3 separate regions of the Mus musculus genome follow, and regions 1 and 3 are each linked to region 2. A link is a contact called in public HiChIP or PLAC-seq and promoter capture Hi-C data. All regions are on one chromosome and are shown on one strand. Each heading gives the region's core, a stretch centred on a gene start, on an enhancer-like site or on the middle of the called end of the contact. The rest is flanking DNA. Distances are from core to core; before and after follow the strand shown. Region 1 holds the start of Rassf2 (Ras association (RalGDS/AF-6) domain family member 2). Region 2 holds the start of Slc23a2 (solute carrier family 23 (nucleobase transporters), member 2). Region 3 overlaps Slc23a2 (solute carrier family 23 (nucleobase transporters), member 2).

Region 1 (2,947 bases), core at 368-2,867, 120 kb after region 2:
CCACAGCCTCGATATGAGGAAACAGACCATTAGAACGGTGTTTTCCAGTGACTCAGATTACCACTCACTGTATTCACGGAGGTGCTTTTTAAAGGTCTCACTATGTGCACGGAATAGTCTCAAATTCACACTCTTCTTGTCTCAGCCTCCTGAGCAATTATGTGTGCACGTCATCAGGCCTTGCCCGGTTTGGATTTAACAGGGTCAAGGACCAGTATTTCGGGCATTAGGAGTGTACCCTCATTGGCAGGAAGCCAGATGATTGGTTATAAGATGACCATTTGACTCAACGCGAGCCAGGGGAGCCAGGGAGCGGCTCTCCTGAGAGGCTGGGCTAGAACTGAAGAATTCTAGCAGCATCTCACAGACTTCTTCAATAGCAAAACCAGAGCCCTGCTGTTAGGAGTCATGGCTGCCCTTTGTCCTGTTTCTGAGGTCACGGAAGGCCAGGTTAGAAGAGAAGAAAGATTCCCTTGGAGAAGGTTTCCTGGAGAGTTCCTCAGCTCACCCTGCAAATCTAGCTTGAGAAAGGCTGCGAAGGAAAGCAGCTTACCTGAAACACAGTAATGGCTCCAGTGAAAGAAATTAATGGACCCGGTTTGTGTTTATAGCTCAAGGGGAAAGAACTAGATGCATTTATCTCCCTAACACCCCCCTCCCCTTTCACAGTAGAAAAAGCCGATCAGTAGCCTTCTTGTTCAGTGTTGTGGGACATTTCCAGCACCACCCCGCAGCTGCGCTTTGGCCTCCGCACATTTGAGGCTGGCTGGTCTGGGAACGGATAGCCGTTTATAACATTGTTTCTATGGGAGACACATTCCAAGATCCAAACAATGAGTTTAAAAGAGAATATCTGGCTTCCAGGCAGATGGGATGCACTTTGGAGGCTTGGCTGCCCTTTCTTTAACCGTTAGATTCCCTTCCCCTTTGGTTTGGGGACCAACTGCAAGGTCGGGCATATGTAAACGAAGAATTATGGTTAGAGGGTATAGAATCCGTAGCTGGGTGCTCCCTCCTATACACTAGAGTTCCTCGGAGGTCTAAGGATGGAGAGGAGGAGGAGGTGAGGAATGGACAAAGAAACTTGACTTCCTTCACATTGCCGTCACGTCTGCCGGCCTGCCGAGTCGAAGGGGCCCACTTAGCCCTTTGGCAACTCAAACCCTTTTGGGAACAAACCCGGGTGTTAGAAAGAACCACCACCCAACTCCACCAACTGCACATCCTCTGCTAGGAAATCTGCATTCTCTAGGCGGGCTGCTCCCTGGGAGTGACTGTCACAGAGCCAGGCGAACTGAAGAGCTTGGGCTAAATCTCGGCGTGGCTTGGAGAGGGCAGGCGCGATGGGGTGAGAGGCAGCACCTTATTCCCTCCACCCACGCTCTCCGCCTCCTCCTCCTCATGCACTCTGGCCTGCTGAGAAGAAACGCTGGCAGCCCGCGCGAGGTGGGGTGGGGGTACGCGGGGAGGGGGGGGGTAGAGATGAAGGGAGGAGGCGACGCGAAGCCACAGCATTGTCTGTCTTGAAGGGAGGGGAGAAGCTCCGCCCCCTAGAGGGGAGGGAGGGGGAGAAGGGAAAGAAAGGCAAGAGAAGAGGGGTGGGGAGAGAACTGCAGGGTGGCGGGTGGGTTGGTCAAGGATCGGCAGATAAAGGCAGAGCTCGGGGAGGCGGGGCGGAGGGGCCAGGTGGGCGGGGCGCCCGCCCTCAACCGCACTGTCGCCGCCCAGGCCGGCCCAAGCGAGCGGGTCCCGCGGATCACTGGCCAAGCACGCTGGAGCACCCCCACCCCCGCAGCGGCGCCCCCACTTTCCAACCCCTGCGGCGAGAGCGGATGCAGATGGTCCGGGAGACAGGCAAGACACAGGGCGCGGGGCTCGAAGAGCCGGGTACTGGCACAGGATGCGGGCGCAAGGTGCTGGTGGTCCTCTTTCCCTCTACCCAGCTCAAAGTTTTCCCTCAGTGGCCCGTGGCCAGCCTGGTCCGGTCCCTGACTCTTCCCTGTCCCCTTTTGCCACCCAAGCCACAAGGTGGGCTTAGATATGCGGGCTGCCCCAGAAGCAGCGCAGGCGGGCGCCCCAGCCCACTCCTTTTCCCCGGGTAGAAAGTTGTGGCCTGGAGCTCATGCTGCGGCTCTGACCCCTTAAGATCTTTTCTGAGGTCGACACTAAGTGCAGTGGCAGGAAATTGCCCCCATCCCCAGAGCAGGGTGTCCCCGAACTCCCTGGAGAGGTGAAGCGAGATAGCAGGTGCAGGCCTGTAGAGCTTAGGGGAGGGTCGGACTGTTGTGCGCACTCTGGCTCCCCGGGCGGGGACCACATCTCCAACCCGCGGCGAACCCAGTTCCCTTTGGGTTTCAGAGTTTAAGAGCGCGCGGTGCTCGGCGCACTTCCCCCTCCCGGGTTTCTTGTCCCTTCCGGAGCTTGTGCCTGAGGTCGCTGGAGACCGAGCTAGGCAGGTGCTTTCAAAAGACGGCCTGGCCACTCGTGTATTAGAGCGCTTACTCTGCACCCAGCTTTATCTCCGAGTGCGCCCTGGGAGGCAGCAGAATGGTGGAGTCCCGACAGGGGCAGATTTGGAACAGCCACTGGACAGATAGCCACTGTGCTTCAGTGGCAAGCTCAGCACGAGGCTTCTCAATGCTGCGCGCGCTTTAGTCCCAAGAGTCTGGAAAACCAGGGCATTAGAAACGATTCTTCCTGAGAGCAGAGGCCAGGGGTTACGGTAAGCAAGTGGAGGATTCCTGTAAGAGGAAGCGGTGGACAAATGACAATTTGTCAGAGCCGGCTCTGTCCCTGCGGTAAATGGCCCTGGGACAGTGGGAAGAAAAAAATTAGGGTCACGGTTCTCAAAAGATAGCCGGCAGATTCAGCCAGGGGATATCTTTGAAGAGCACGTAAATGAGGAACCTGAGGTTGATTTGCCATACTTTCAATCCACGTTTATTAA
Region 2 (2,999 bases), core at 55-2,554:
AGAGTTGTGTGCTTCTCTGGTGCTGGTTACAGAATCATCTCTTTTCTTCATCTTCAGTGAAGATGAAATACTAACCTATGGTCTTCCAGGGTATGCTGGATTTTACAATTCAACTTACTGTTTTTTAGGGTTTTTTTTTTTTTTTTTTTTTTTTTTGAGACAGGAGTCTAAGTAGCCCAGGCTGACTTCAAATTCATCGTCTTCCTGCCTCTGCCTGCAAAATGCCGGGATTACAGGTGTGCACCACTAAGCCTCACTGGTTTTATTTTAGTGTGAGACTTAGAGAATTATATATTGATTCTCTCAGCTCGTCCGCACTAGCCTACTTTATAAAATGCCCGTCTTTGCTGGTTACGGCATGCCTCTATTGATCAGTGTGCTACCAGTCCTCAAGACTGCCAAACATAAACAATTCAGGAATAAAATCTGCTTTTTGTTTTTAAAGATGAGGTCAGCTGTGGTCGACCATTCTTTATGGCTCTCCGGAGTTGCTTGGGGATGAAAGGAATTACTGGGTTAGAAAAACAACCAAGACAGTGGTTTCAAGATGGAAGACAGAAGAGAGAGCTAATTATTAGGGTTTTGTTTGTTTTGGTGGAGGTAAGAACGTGGTTTAGTTACAAGTTAGTATCTTAGACCACCGCCTGCAGCATCACCTAGAAACTTCCTGGAAATGCAAATTTCGAAGCCACACTTCAGTTTCAGCACCGCTGGGGGTGGTACCCAGTTTTAATGATGCCCCCCTGGGCAAGACTGCCCGGCCTAAGTGCTATGTGTTTATTGACACGCGGCCTTTTGACTCACAGCCTAAGTGCCCATCCAGCAGGCATTCCTTGGGGGGTACACTTGAGAAATACAGAATAGCAGGTTGCCCCCAAACCCGCTCTATCAGAACACACGCCCCAGAGAAATCAAGCCTGGTGTGTCTTCTCCCGCGTCAGCATAAGCAAGGAGGCTCTCTTTCCCCAGCGAGTTCGGAAGCCTGACGGCCCAATTGGATACGCCGCGAAATTGCTTTAAAGCGGGTTACCCACTGAGCCGGGTACACTGCACCCCTCTCGCTGTCACCCCACAGCTACTGCAGGGCTTGGGGTCCTGCAGGGTAGAAAGGAGGCTCTGAAGGGGAGAGCCTGCGAGCGTCGAGCATCCTAGGCGGCCCCCCCGGAGCAGGTGTGTGGGGAAGGGTCTGCGGCTCGGCGCCCCGGGGCGCGCGGGCGGAGCCGGGGGTCGGGCGGGGAGGGGCCGGCGCGCGGGGCGGGCGGCTGCGCGGCTCCCGCCCCCGGCCCGCCCCTCCGCGGCGCCATTTTGCAGGCGGCTGCCGCGGGGACCCAAGGCGGCGGCAGGCACTGCGGCGCGAGCGGTGCGATCGGCGGGACGCGAGCCCAGCGAGCTGCAGGCAGGTGAGAGCCGGGCCGCCGCGCCCCACGCCCCACGCCGGGTCCGCGGCAGCACCTGCCGGCAGCCCCGGTTGCTCGCCGAGCCCACGAGGCCGGCCCGCGCGGCCCCCGCGCGCTGTCACCCACCCGCGGCGCGGCCTGCGCCCCCACGCCGGCTCGCGCGGCCCGGCGGCCCCGGCTGCAGTGTCAGGCCGTGCGTCCCCGGCGCTCACTGCCGCCCCGCCGGGTGCCCCCGGGACAGCCACCGTGGGCTCGCCGTGCTGCGTGGCTTGCTGCGCGCCCCTCCCCAGGTGGTGCGCCCCGCATCCCCGCGCCCGGGGATTCAGGGTCAGCCCGAGGGGCGGGGGATGGCGGTGCTGTTTCCAGTCTGGCTTCCTTCCCTCTTTGCGGAAGGCGACACGGAGTAATTTTAGATGCCGCTGCACCAACCTTGCGACCTTTCACGCTGGCCTGCCCCGCAGGGGTCCGGGGTCGCCTTGTTGCCTGCGCTCTTGACCGAGAAATTGACATTGGAGTGTGATAACTTGAAGGTGAAGAATTGTCTTCATCGTTTGGCCGGAGATGTCCCATTAGATGTGTAGCCTATGGGAACTCGGCCTTCATTCCGGATGAGGGGCTTTAAGCGGGTCTGATGGGAAACTCCTGATTTTCAGCGCAAGGGGTGAGGGCAAGTGCACAGGGAAGAAAGTTAGCTTTTTGAAGGCTACTTGGGGTTGGGGCATTTGTAGTAGCTGTTAGTCTGCTTTTTGCGGTGCTGGGAGACCGGATGATGGCGAAGATGCTATCCCTTCTGACGCTTGGGTCCTCTGAACTAAGGCGGCCAGGGATGTGAGGATCTGGTATCTGAGTCCTGAGACAGCCTGGTTTGAGCTGTCATTAACTGGCCATGTGACTTCCCTTAGGCAGTTTTCTCCTTTCTGAAGGCTAGGCTAGGTGGCTGAAATTTTTCTGTTTTTTGTTTGAGTGCTATTGGGCTGAGGCCTCACCTGCTCCGTTTCTCTCATCTGCCCTTTCATCTTGTGTGACTTTGCTGGCCTGCTCCTTTAAGGTGTTTGACTCTGGTGAAGTTTGTGAGAGGCCTTCTTCACCTCTTAGAAGTTCAGGATTCTCTGCTGGGTTATAGTTGACCTTATCAGGGTCACTTTAGAACTACTCTCTATGCTTAGCTCATCCAAAAGTTAATAGCTTTGGGCAGTTGAGGCTGTCCACCGTGTTAGCACTCATGACACACCTGGTAGTTAGTTAAAAGGAGGCCCTGAGCATCCTCAGGCAGACATCAGCGAGGCATGAGGTATCTGTTCTCTAGACAATGTCTTTTGCTCAACTGTTAACTGATTCTTTCTTTTTATACCAGAGTATTTCCATCACCCCGACTCCCACCACTGTTTTATTCTTGTGGGAAGTAATTTCTGTAAGAAAGTAGGTGTTTGCCCGGCGGTGGTGGCACGAATCCTTAATCCCAGCACTCAGGAGTCACAGGCAGGATTTCTGAGTTCAAGGCCAGCCTGCTCTACAGAGTGAGTTTCGGGGCAGCCAGGGCTACACAGAGAAGCCTTGTCTTGACCACCACCACCTTAAAAAAAAAAAAAAAAAAAGGGAGGA
Region 3 (2,979 bases), core at 237-2,736, 80 kb after region 2:
GGATGATCTGTTCACAGTCATGATTCACAGAAACAGACAACAGGGAGAGGTGAAAACTCTGAAGATCAAGAGTCTGATGAGCTGTGGGGTTTGCACTTTTTTAGCTTCTGTAAGTGATTGGGGAACTGACCGTAAGGAAGGTACAGAGAAAGGAGCACAAGGCACCCCTCCCTGTCGTTGCCCCTCCAACACAAGTCAGCATGACTTGTACCCAGTGTGGGCAGGGGCTCTGTAAGGCTTTTCACAGTTCTCTCAAATAAAACTGCTACATGTGAGGAGACTGCTCATTTAAAAGTTTCAAAACAAAAAATTTTTTTCAGTAGTTACAAAGCAGTTTTTCCTAATGAAACTATCTTAATAGCAAAGAATCAAACTGATGTGTCTTACTTCAAAGCACAGCCGATGCTTCTTTTAGATTCAGTAGTTCTTTGGTTTCATTTGAAATTATTTTAAAGTATTTGTGTCTAATGGGCAGTGTGGAGCTAGCCTTCTTAGAGTTGCTGGGCATATGGGGAGTTGTCCTCAGCCCATCAGGGAAGGGACCTGAGATCCTGCAACTGCCACTGGTTAGCACCCCGCCCCTCCCAAGGGGGCATAATTCTTGTACGTTTCAAACATTAAGAGCTGGTTGCAGTGTTTCCCCAGGAATGACGGTTTCTCTTTCTCCCCCCCCTTTTTTTTTATACTTTTAGGGGTATTTTCGTGGAGGGTCTTTCCTGTGTTCTTGATGGCATATTTGGTACCGGGAATGGCTCTACCTCCTCCAGTCCCAATATTGGAGTTTTGGGAATTACAAAGGTATAAATGTTTTCCTAATTAAATGGCTGAGCATCTGTCTATTTCAATGACAGGTCTGACCTGACCCTTCCCTTGTGATTATCTTCCTTCCCCATCTCCTTTTCCCCTTGGATGAGTTTGGAGTGTCAGCTAGGAGACCTCTCCTCTCTGGGCCATCGGAGTAGCAGGCATCTGGGTATAGCTGTGGTGTCCTGCAGTCTCAGACATTGATTAAACTTGTGCCTGCGTCAGGCCTCTGTTTTAGGCGCTTGGGTGGGTGGTGCATGATGAAAAAGAAAGTTGGAGTTTACATCTGAATGAGGGAAGACCCCAGAATTCAACAGAGCATGTTGGATGAGAGATGCCTGTTACTACAGAAAACCATCTGTCACATTAAATAACGTCTCTGACTTCTGGGACAGAATCCCTTTTCAACGAAATCTGTGGAGTCACAGTGAAGCAGATCCTGGGCCTGACTCCTAAACTCATCTGACCCTACAAGCCCTCTACCAGACCCTAGTTACTGACATTAAACCTACAGCTGCCCCGCCCCCAAGCCTTACTTCTATACCTGTCAGCTTTATTATGCACAATTAAACTTCATGTCCAGCCAAATAGTGCTGCTTGCCAGGATGTTGTGGAGTACTGGTTGGCCCAGCAGCCATTGGATGTTGTGTAACTAAAGACTGTTAAGATTGGCTCCCCTTTCTTTATGGGTTGCATGAGTCATAAGTCTCCTTACCGGGGCAGCCAATCCGGAAGCCTTCCAGACCTGTTTGACCTCTAGCTCCCTGCAGGATTCTATAACCAGATAAAAAGAAACCCAGTACTGTTTGGTTCATCTTGATTACAAATCCGGGTGAGAGGGAGCAGCATCCAGATGCAGGAAGCACACCTGACTTGTTTGTTGATCTTCCCATAAGAGGCAGGGCTGACGTAAGCTCAACTTCACGTGTACCGATGGCACCATCTGCTGCCCATTGCTCCCAGCACATGGCTCGGAGGGAGGGAGACTTTATAGGTACTTCCTTCAGTGCCATTGCTGGAGTCCCAAGTGCTGCCTACGAAAGGCAGCAGATGTGGAGCCTGGGGAGCTGAAGGTACGGTCGAATGGGCACCGTGTGGATTAACCAGCCACCCCTGAGCCTCTCTTCTCCCATAAGCCTATGGGCAGATAAGTAGTTATAAATAGGCAGGTTGTAAAATTGCTGAGAGGGCCTTTTGTTTAACAAGCACCATCCTTCTGTATCCTTATAGAGGCCACAGAACAGCTAAGGTCACTGAAAGGAAACAAATACCCTTGACAACATGACCGTGGTGGCTCAGGGGGTGACTGATCCTTGAATGGTACAGCCTTACTGAAGTGGCACCCAACAGCACTGACTTTGTCATGCAGTGCAATTCCCAGGAGGCCAGAAGGCAGCCCCAGCGCCCCTGGGTGCAGAGCCCTAGGCAGCTGTGAGTCATCAAGCATGGGTGCTGGAAGAACAGGATGAGCTCTTAACCACTGAGCTAGCTCTTCAGCCCCATCATTTATATTGCTCGAATCCCTTATTTCTCCAGGCAGAAGCTGTATCCATTCAAGACACTCACAGTCAAGTCCCTAGTCTACATCTGCCTTAGAGCAGGGAGGTGGGGCTTGGAGCAGAAATATCTATGTGACCCTAGCCCTGTGGCTAGCTAGGAAGGCTCCCTGCTTGGGGTAAGCGGGTATGAGCTCTGCACTATATTAGACCTCTCATCCTGCTAAATGGCATGGGACAAACAACCTTTATGAGTAAGGCACAGCTTCTACGGCCTACAGTTCCAGGTCTAGATCCACACTGTCTAATATGATGGCCAGTAGCTTCATGTAGCGGTGTTCACTTAAATAAGTTAGTGTTACAGTTTCCCTTACCCAGTCACAATGACTGGCTCAGTCATATACTAGTAGACAACAGCACATTCAGAAAACATGTCCACTGTAGCAATCTTCTGGACAGACAGGGCTGAGCCAGTGAACCAGACATGGTTTGAAAGGAGGCTAGTCTGTCCTCCACCGATCTGCCTGCATTTTATGGCAGCTCTGCTGTTCCAGCTTTTATCCAGTTACTTCGTTCCTTGACTCGGAAATAACCTTCTCATCAGAGATGAGCTACCTTCCTAAGTGTGGGCCATGTGCCCCACAGAGAGGACAACAGAACACAAGCAGGATGTTGTTTC

Evidence for each region. HiChIP or PLAC-seq counts read pairs in DNA pulled down with a chosen protein or histone mark. Capture Hi-C pulls out chosen DNA fragments and counts their contacts.
Region 1: a promoter capture Hi-C map of liver shows a contact between it and region 2. The contact joins the promoter of Rassf2 here to the promoter of Slc23a2 in region 2. A contact is called at or near these places in 8 of 39 promoter capture datasets (the C10 cell line, the HPC-7 cell line, cranial neural crest and 3 more), 3 of 484 Hi-C or Micro-C datasets (all in embryonic stem cells), 16 of 115 datasets of contacts at active chromatin or transcription factors (the SCID.adh cell line, a beta-TC-6 cell line, effector CD8 T cells and 8 more) and 2 of 9 other capture datasets (adipose tissue and liver).
Region 3: an H3K4me3 HiChIP or PLAC-seq map of the 230-238 cell line shows a contact between it and region 2, with 14 read pairs. The contact joins the enhancer-like site here to the promoter of Slc23a2 in region 2. A contact is called at or near these places in 2 of 484 Hi-C or Micro-C datasets (common lymphoid progenitors and rod photoreceptor), 3 of 115 datasets of contacts at active chromatin or transcription factors (the 230-238 cell line and embryonic stem cells) and 3 of 9 other capture datasets (adipose tissue, liver and pancreatic islet).

The regions. Positions count from the first base shown.
Region 1 is chr2:132,028,658-132,031,604 of GRCm38.p6, reverse strand. Rassf2 (Ras association (RalGDS/AF-6) domain family member 2) reads left to right here and starts at 1,617. Exons shown (of 11, transcript NM_175445.4): 1 at 1,617-1,854. It overlaps Gm31179 (a long non-coding RNA gene), which reads right to left and starts at 1,154. Exons shown (of 3, transcript XR_374996.3): 1 at 554-1,154.
Region 2 is chr2:132,143,413-132,146,411 of GRCm38.p6, reverse strand. It overlaps Slc23a2 (solute carrier family 23 (nucleobase transporters), member 2), which reads left to right and starts at 1,304. Exons shown (of 16, transcript NM_018824.2): 1 at 1,304-1,400. It overlaps Gm14051 (a long non-coding RNA gene), which reads right to left and starts at 2,833. Exons shown (of 3, transcript XR_866753.3): 1 at 1,827-2,833.
Region 3 is chr2:132,063,183-132,066,161 of GRCm38.p6, reverse strand. Slc23a2 (solute carrier family 23 (nucleobase transporters), member 2) reads left to right here. Exons shown (of 16, transcript NM_018824.2): 12 at 693-798. Among named protein-coding and RNA genes, the nearest start is that of Gm31179, 34 kb to the right of the region's middle. Within about 2 kb of position 1,486, at least 56 of the 459 cell types and tissues checked have an H3K27ac peak or open chromatin away from gene starts, as enhancers often do. A contact at or near this core is called in the 230-238 cell line, pancreatic islet and rod photoreceptor, where this site is marked.